Linked DNA regions of Oryctolagus cuniculus: region 1 is linked to region 2. A link is a contact called in public Micro-C data. All regions are on one chromosome and are shown on one strand. Each heading gives the region's core, a stretch centred on a gene start, on an enhancer-like site or on the middle of the called end of the contact. The rest is flanking DNA. Distances are from core to core; before and after follow the strand shown. Region 1 overlaps PACRG (parkin coregulated). Region 2 holds the start of QKI (QKI, KH domain containing RNA binding).

Region 1 (3,456 bases), core at 374-2,873, 220 kb after region 2:
GAAACACGAACACTTGAATTCTGTAGGAACAGGAGCAATTTGGCCTGTTTTTAAGACAGAGCTGTCTCATCCCCAGCAGGAATCGTCCCAGGTCATCTGATCAAGAGTCACTAGCATTACTTGAGTGCTGTATTTCTGAATGTCGCTGTGAAGCGCACCAGGAACACTGAGTTCCGCCAGCCACTCGGTGACCCCCGAGCGCCGGAGACGCTGCGCTGCGTGGTGCCTGCTCTGTGGGTGCGTGTGGCAGATGGTGAAGCAGGGCCTTGCTCATACAGCACCCACCCCAGGGAGCCCGGGGAGGCGACCTACCCTGGCGATATAAAAACTTTCCCTAATGAGTCTAGCAGTAAAGTTTCAGTTTGGCTGCCTATACCCAAAAGCTCCATGTATACTGACTCAGGCAAGACAGATGTTTAATCTCTCTCTTGTCCAAAGAGGCTGGAAGGAAGCAGGCTGGCTGAGGCATCTCTCAGCAGTAAACAGGAGAGCTGGACATCCCCCTCCTTTTGTACTGAGACTTCCTGGATGTGCCTTCTATCTCAAGATGTCTTCACAGCAAGAGGCAGCTGCAGGAGGCCCAGCCTTCTCATCAGAGCTCCAGACTGCAGGACAAGCCATCTTCCTTCCCAGTGGCCGTAATTTTACAGCATGCCTGCGGCTGCACGGCTCCTGCAATGGGGACTGACAGCCTTGTCTCGCTGCCTAGGGCGGCGTCTTGACAACACAGGGGGCTCACTCACCCTGGAATGAGGCGAGAACTGGTGCTTTCCTGTCCCTACCTCAGTGGACACTTCAACAAGGGGTGGTGGCTAGGGGCAGGGGAGCCTCTCACAACCCTCTCACAACCACGCTGTGCTCACCTGTCCTCTTGTGTCTCCTGGCCCAACCCCTCCATCTCCCTTCTGACTCTGTCTCTTCTGGAACCCTGTGATGCCAGCGCTCCCTGCTCTGTCTCCAAACTCCAGTCCGTGACCATGCGTGTGGCTCTACCAAGTCTCAAGTGGTGAACGAGGGAGCAGATTTGTGCCTTTGGTGAACAAATGGTTTGCCTGGGAAGAGGTGCTGTGTGCCTGGTGAGTGGTGGGTGCTGTGGGAAGCCCACCGTGGGGCCCTGGAAGCACTCAGAGAGCAAGCTCAGATGGAGAGGCATGGCTGAATCTCACCCACAAGCAGTCCCCCTTCTAGTTTCTTCCTTCCCTCACCATGGTTTCCTGAAGGCAGAGTTTCTAACGCACTACTCTCGGACCTGTCCCTAAGTCCCCCCTGAAAGGTTTCTGTCTCCCAGATTCCTAGGACTCCCTCAGGGAGGCACAAGCTGTCCAGGTCACCAAGGCCAGCAGCCTCCCGCAGAGTGGCCTTTTGTTAGCTTTCCTCTCTGTGGCTTCCTGCGCTGTCACTCAGACCCTGGTCCCCAGGGCCGCGTCCTGTGGCTTTCTCCTTCTGTAGGCATCTTCTGGGTCTCTCCTTTCAGCTGTGACACCCAAGTCACCCTCGGGCTCGTCCTGTGCCTCCGGTCACCTCTCCAGTGCACGGAGATGTCCACAGCAGAGACCTGTTTACAGCTCTTTCCTTCTTGGTCTAAAGGACTTGGGCAATGTCCCTGAGGTCGCCGTTTTCCACTTTGAGCCTTCCCTTGCCCTCACTCCCAGACATCTGCTAAGGGAAGGCTCAGACCTGGGAGTCTGACTCTGCTGGGATTCCTGGGTGGGTCTTCTATGCTTTCACCTGCCCCAGTTCAATCTCCAGTCCCTCCTCCTGGACACGACCACAGCCTTGGGCTGGCTCCCCAGCTCCCACTGGAATCCCTAAACTCTGTCGCACAAGCAGCTGCACCTCGCCCCTCCTGAAATCACCGTGGTGACATCACTCACCCAACTGCCAATGTCCACTGCCAGCTCTGGTCACTTTGAAAGCCCTCTGTCACTCCTCTGCTTTCTTTCCGGTCTTATCCACGTTAACTCAGGCTGTGGATGTGTTGCTTAGGTTCCAAGCCTTCACTCTCACTGGTTCCTCAGCCTAGACTCTTCCTCCCCTCTGCCCAGCTTCTGAAATCTGGGTGAAATGTTCACTAAGCCTTGGCTCTAAACCAGGCTCCAAGAGCGCATCCGAGGACCACACCCATAGCCCCTGAACTTGACTGCGGCTGCTTTAAGAGAACAGGACTTTTTCTGAGTTCCACTCTTCCTTCTCTTCTTTCACTCCCTCCCTGCCCCCGTCTTCCTTTTCTTTTTTCCCTTCCTTCTCATTCCCTTTCCATTCCCGTCTCTGTGCATGGTGCCTTTCAAGCTGATGGTGTTCAGTAGACACTGAGTACATGAGTCACCACATGCTAATGAGAAACGAGTGAAGGGCAGCACTGGGCTGTTCACTGCCTCCTGCCTAGTTGTGACTTCCTTCGCTCTCCACTAATGGGACAAAGTGTCTCTCCTTAATTAACGGGAAGCCAGAGATTGTGCAATTTTCGTCGAGGCAGCTGCAGGCAGAAGAGAACCAGCAGTGTCTGCATGATTGTTCTGCTGACCCTTTGGGGCCAACAACATCCTGGCCTCCCGGAGAAAGGAAGGAGCCGTCCAAATGAAGAAGTGAGACTCTCTGGCAGACTGGTGAGGGTGGCCCCCAAAGTGGGCGACGCAGAAGATGGGGCCACTCCCATTTTACAGTCGCTCTGAGCTGAGCTGCTTGTGTTCTGTTCTGTTGCCTGAATGAAGCTATTTTGACTTGGAAGCCCAGATCTCTAGGGATTAGGTAAGGGCTCAGAAATAAACAGAACGGACTTTTCACCAGGGCTATGTACCAGAGAGCCGAAACACAAACAGGGCTTTCAATCAGGAGTATTTCTAGCATTGGGGATTGGAAATCCTACACTGAAAGAGCCCATTTATCTTCTGATCCACTATGACCCAGAAGCAAAGTACTGGATTATAAACGAAACACGCTGGGACCCCCAGTGGAGCGCTTCCGGGGAGGTAGAGACGCTCCTTACCCGTGGTGGGTGTCGCTCGGCCCCATCTGGCCTAGTGCTCCTCTGTTTCATAGAATAATGGGTCGCACTCAACTGCAGCTCACGGCCCCAGGACGCAGGTCCTTTCTCTGTGCACACGTACACTCCTAGCAGTGGCACCTCTGATTTCCCAACACCTGCAGCTTTCTTGTAACCCTCAGGCCACCAGAGAACCCCACTGAGGTTCCCCAAAGTCCCTCTCACCGCCGTCCCTCACGAGTGGTAACGTCAAGGGTGGTTGTTGGGAGAGTGGGTGTTCTTCAACCCTCTCCAGCCTTTGTAGGCTCCTCTCCTGCCAGCCCAACCCAAAACCAAAAACCAAAAACCGAAAACCATCCACATCCTCTAAGTAAAAACTACATCGATCTGAAAACAGCTCCAGGAGTGTCTCTTTGGCCCTGTCCACCCAGGGAGGTCTGCGAGCTGACTCTGTTCCCCAGGCTTTAAAATCG
Region 2 (3,343 bases), core at 309-2,808:
CGACTGACATTCCAGCTGCGGGCCCCGGCCCCGGCCCCCGGCTCTATTTTTAACATCTCCAAGTTCTCTTGAAAATCCCGAAACCTATTGTTCCTCCCCGGCACAGCCGACAGCGTTCCGCTTCTTCACACAGTTCTCCGGGATGCTCGCAGAAAACGCACTCCTCGCCACGGCATTCCCGGACTTTGCGCGGGTCCCACGGGCTCCGCGGGGCGGCCGAGCCCCTCGGCGCGCCGCACGGCCGGCCGGCGGCCACCTGCTCGCCGAGCTCCGGGCCCCGCAAACTTTTGCCCGGCTGCTCCCCGGCCCTGCGCGGCGCCCCGACTCCCCGGCCGAGGCGGCGCGGGCGGCCGGGCCCGGCTCGGGACTCCGCTCCCATCTGTCATCGCGGGACTTGGCGCTCCACCCCCCAAAAGTGTAGTCGAACTCCCTAACAGTTCTCGCTTCCCCCAAACAAAAGGACGGGAGCGCTCCCGCTGTCATTCGGGCCGCTGCCCCCCCCGTACTCACACGGCCACCCAAACTCCAGACGCACGGGGACCCCGCGCGGCCCGCCCGTCCGCGGAGCCCACCCAAGCCTCCCGAGGCCGGGGTGCGCCCCGCGGGCGGGCACGGGGAGACGCGAGGCCGAGCGGGCGGGCCAGGGACACGCGAGCCCGCCCGGCTGGCGGCGCGGCCCGGGCTGGCTCTCGGGGAGGGTCGGGGAGGCCCCCGGGCCTGCGCAGCCCCACTCCGCTTTTCGGAAACGGGACCCCCAAAGCCACAGGAGCCTCTCCCAGCGCTCCACCGCGCGCGCCGCCGGCAGCGGGGTGGGGGAGAGGAGTCCCGGCCCAGCGGGGGGCGTCCTGCCCGGCGGGTGCGCCCGGCCCCGGCCCGCCCGCCGCGAGCCCGGCCCGGCCCGGTCCTCCTTTGTGCGCCTTCCCCGGCTTCCCGTCCCCCGGGCGCGCGGTCCCGCCCGGCCGTGACCTTCCCGCCCTCGCCACCATCCCGAGCCGGGAAGAGGGGTCGCCCGGCGGGGCCGGGGCCGGGGCCGGGGCGGCGGCTCACCTTCGTCCAGCAGCCGCTCGAGGTGGTTGAAGATCCCGCAGAAGTTGGGCAGGCTGCTCATGAGCTTCTTGTCGTTCATCAGCTGCATCAGGTAATCTGGGGTGGGCTTCGGCTTCTCCTTCGTTTCCATTTCCCCAACCATATTCCAGGCTCCGCAGCTCACTCCGCCCGCCGCCGCCGCCGCCGCCGCCGCCGCCGGAGAGGAGGGAGGGGCGGGGGCGAGCCCCGGCCGCCGGCCGCTCGGGACTCGGCGTCCCGCTCCGCGCCGGCTCCCGCTCTGGCTCCCGCGCCGAGCCCCGGGGCGGCCGGCTCCGCGCGCCCGCCCGCCCCCCGCAGGCACTTTCCGCCCGGGCCCGACGCGCTCCCGGCCGCCGCCCGGCTCGGCGCGTCCCTCCCGAGGCCGGCGGGCGGGAGGCGGGTCTCGGCGGGCCGAGTGCGGCCGCGGAGGAGCCGGGCCGCCGCCGCCGCCGCCGCTCGCTCGCTCGCTCGCTCGTCCGCGGGGCCGGTCGCGCCCGCTCAGCGCCGCCGCCGCTGTGCCGCGGGCTCGGGGGCTCTCTGGGCTGGTCCCCGCCGAGGCGCCTCTGCCGCTGCCGCCGCGCTCTGACTGCGCTCCTCCTCTTCCTCCTCCTCCTCCTTCTCCTCCTCCTCCTCCTCACTCACTTGGCGGCGGAGTTCGCCTCAGTTCAGGCGGCGCTGCCGGCGGCGGCGGCGGCGGCGGCGGGGGGAGGGGCGGCGGCGCGGGGAGGGCCGGGGGCGGGCGGCGGGCGGGGCCGCGCAGGGCGGCCGTTAGCGGGGCCCGGCCGGCGCGCTCCCGCCTCCCGCCGCCGCCGCCGCCGCCGCCCCTCGGCCCGGGCCGCGGCCGTGCTGCCGCCCTCTCGCGTCCCTCGGCGGGACGGGGCCCGAGGGGCCGCGCGCGGGCCTGGACGCCGGGACGGGGTGGCCGCCCGGTGCGGGCGCGACCACGGGAGGGGCGGGTGCGGGGCTGCCGGGTGGGAGGGGCCGGGTGGCGGGATCCGCGGCCGCCGCTGCGGGCCCGGGCGCGGCCGGCGAGAGGAATCCCGGCGGGACGCGCCACGACGCGCCGGGGCCGCCCGTTACTGTAGTTTTTTCAAACCAGTCTCTGAGCCTCCCCCAGCCGCCACCCCCACCCCCCCCCCAGAAGAGAAATCTTTCTAACGTCCTGTTGCTTCACGGGGGACTTTGGGGTGGGCGTCACGTGGCCCGACACGTAGCTGTGAGGCTGCAGCGCGCGTGCGCGCGTCGAGCCCGGCGTCCACGCCCCTCCCGGGGGTCGCTCCGCCCCCGCCGAGCTCGGCGGGCGCGCGGCGGGGGAGGGGAGGCCCGGAGCGCGCCTGCGTGGGGGCGGGGCCGGGCGCGGGGTCTCCGGGCGTGCGGGGGGCGTCCCGGTGCCCCACCGGCGGCCGTCGGGCGCGCGCGGGCCGCGGTCTGAGCGCCGCCGAGACCCTCGGGTCTCTGGTGGGAACGCAGCCGGGAACGTCCCAGCCCCCGGTGCCGCGCTGCCCCGGCCTCAGCCGCCGGCGGAGCCACGCGTGACCACTGCCGTCGTCGGCTTCGTCCTCTGCGCCCCTCGCGATTTGCTGGGACGGAACCCCGAGAATGCGCGGGGCCCGGGGAGCGGCGCCGGGGGCCTGGGCCGGGGGCGGCGGTCCCGACGGGTCGGTGATGTCCGGCCGCTCGGAGCCCGTCAGCGGGGCTCGTCCGGGGCGGCCGCCGCGGAGTCCGGGGGCGCCCGGTTCGGCCGCTGAGCCTGCGGACCGTGTCCGCTCAGCTCGCGGTGCAGACCCGGCTTGGCGGCTGGGAGAGCCCCGCGGAGCTCGCCGCGTCTGAACCCCGAACGCGGGGTTCTCACCCTCCAATCTGGCCTTACCCAAATCCTGAGGGGCGCTTGCAGGTCCGGTCTGCATGTAAGGCGTTGAGCGAATGTCGGTGGCCAGGCGCTTTTAGCGTCCCCGTTTAAAGAACACAGTTTGTTTTGAAATTAATTTGATAGAGGAAATTGACTTGGTAGACGCATTAAGATCATTTAACTCGAGTATTTTAAATTCCCCAACAGCCACAGCCGTTTAAAGAGCCTCAGAATATTCGCCTAATTATCTGTTTAATTGATGAGTTTGTATAAATGCGGGGATTAGTGAATTTGATCACAAAGCTGTTGTCTCTAACGACCATCACGGACGCTGCTGGAGCTTTCAAAGGTTTGGACGCTGATTTGCTCATTTGATCTCTGAAATGAAAGATGTGAGTCTCCCCTCCTCAGCTGGCTTAGGTAGCTAGC

What was found. A called contact is a pair of places that touch in the nucleus more often than the background predicts.
Region 1: a contact with region 2 is called in a Micro-C map of ear pinna, with 2.8 times the contacts expected there. The contact joins the enhancer-like site here to the promoter of QKI in region 2. A contact is called at or near these places in 2 of 6 Hi-C or Micro-C datasets (ear pinna and psoas muscle).

Annotation. Positions count from the first base shown.
Region 1 is chr5:5,544,123-5,547,578 of mOryCun1.1, forward strand. The region is part of intron 3 of PACRG (parkin coregulated); the gene reads right to left. Among named protein-coding and RNA genes, the nearest start is that of QKI, 220 kb to the left of the region's middle. Within about 2 kb of position 1,624, at least 2 of the 8 cell types and tissues checked have an H3K27ac peak or open chromatin away from gene starts, as enhancers often do. A contact at or near this core is called in ear pinna, where this site is marked.
Region 2 is chr5:5,327,437-5,330,779 of mOryCun1.1, forward strand. It overlaps QKI (QKI, KH domain containing RNA binding), which reads right to left and starts at 1,559. Exons shown (of 8, transcript XR_011388429.1): 1 at 1,048-1,559.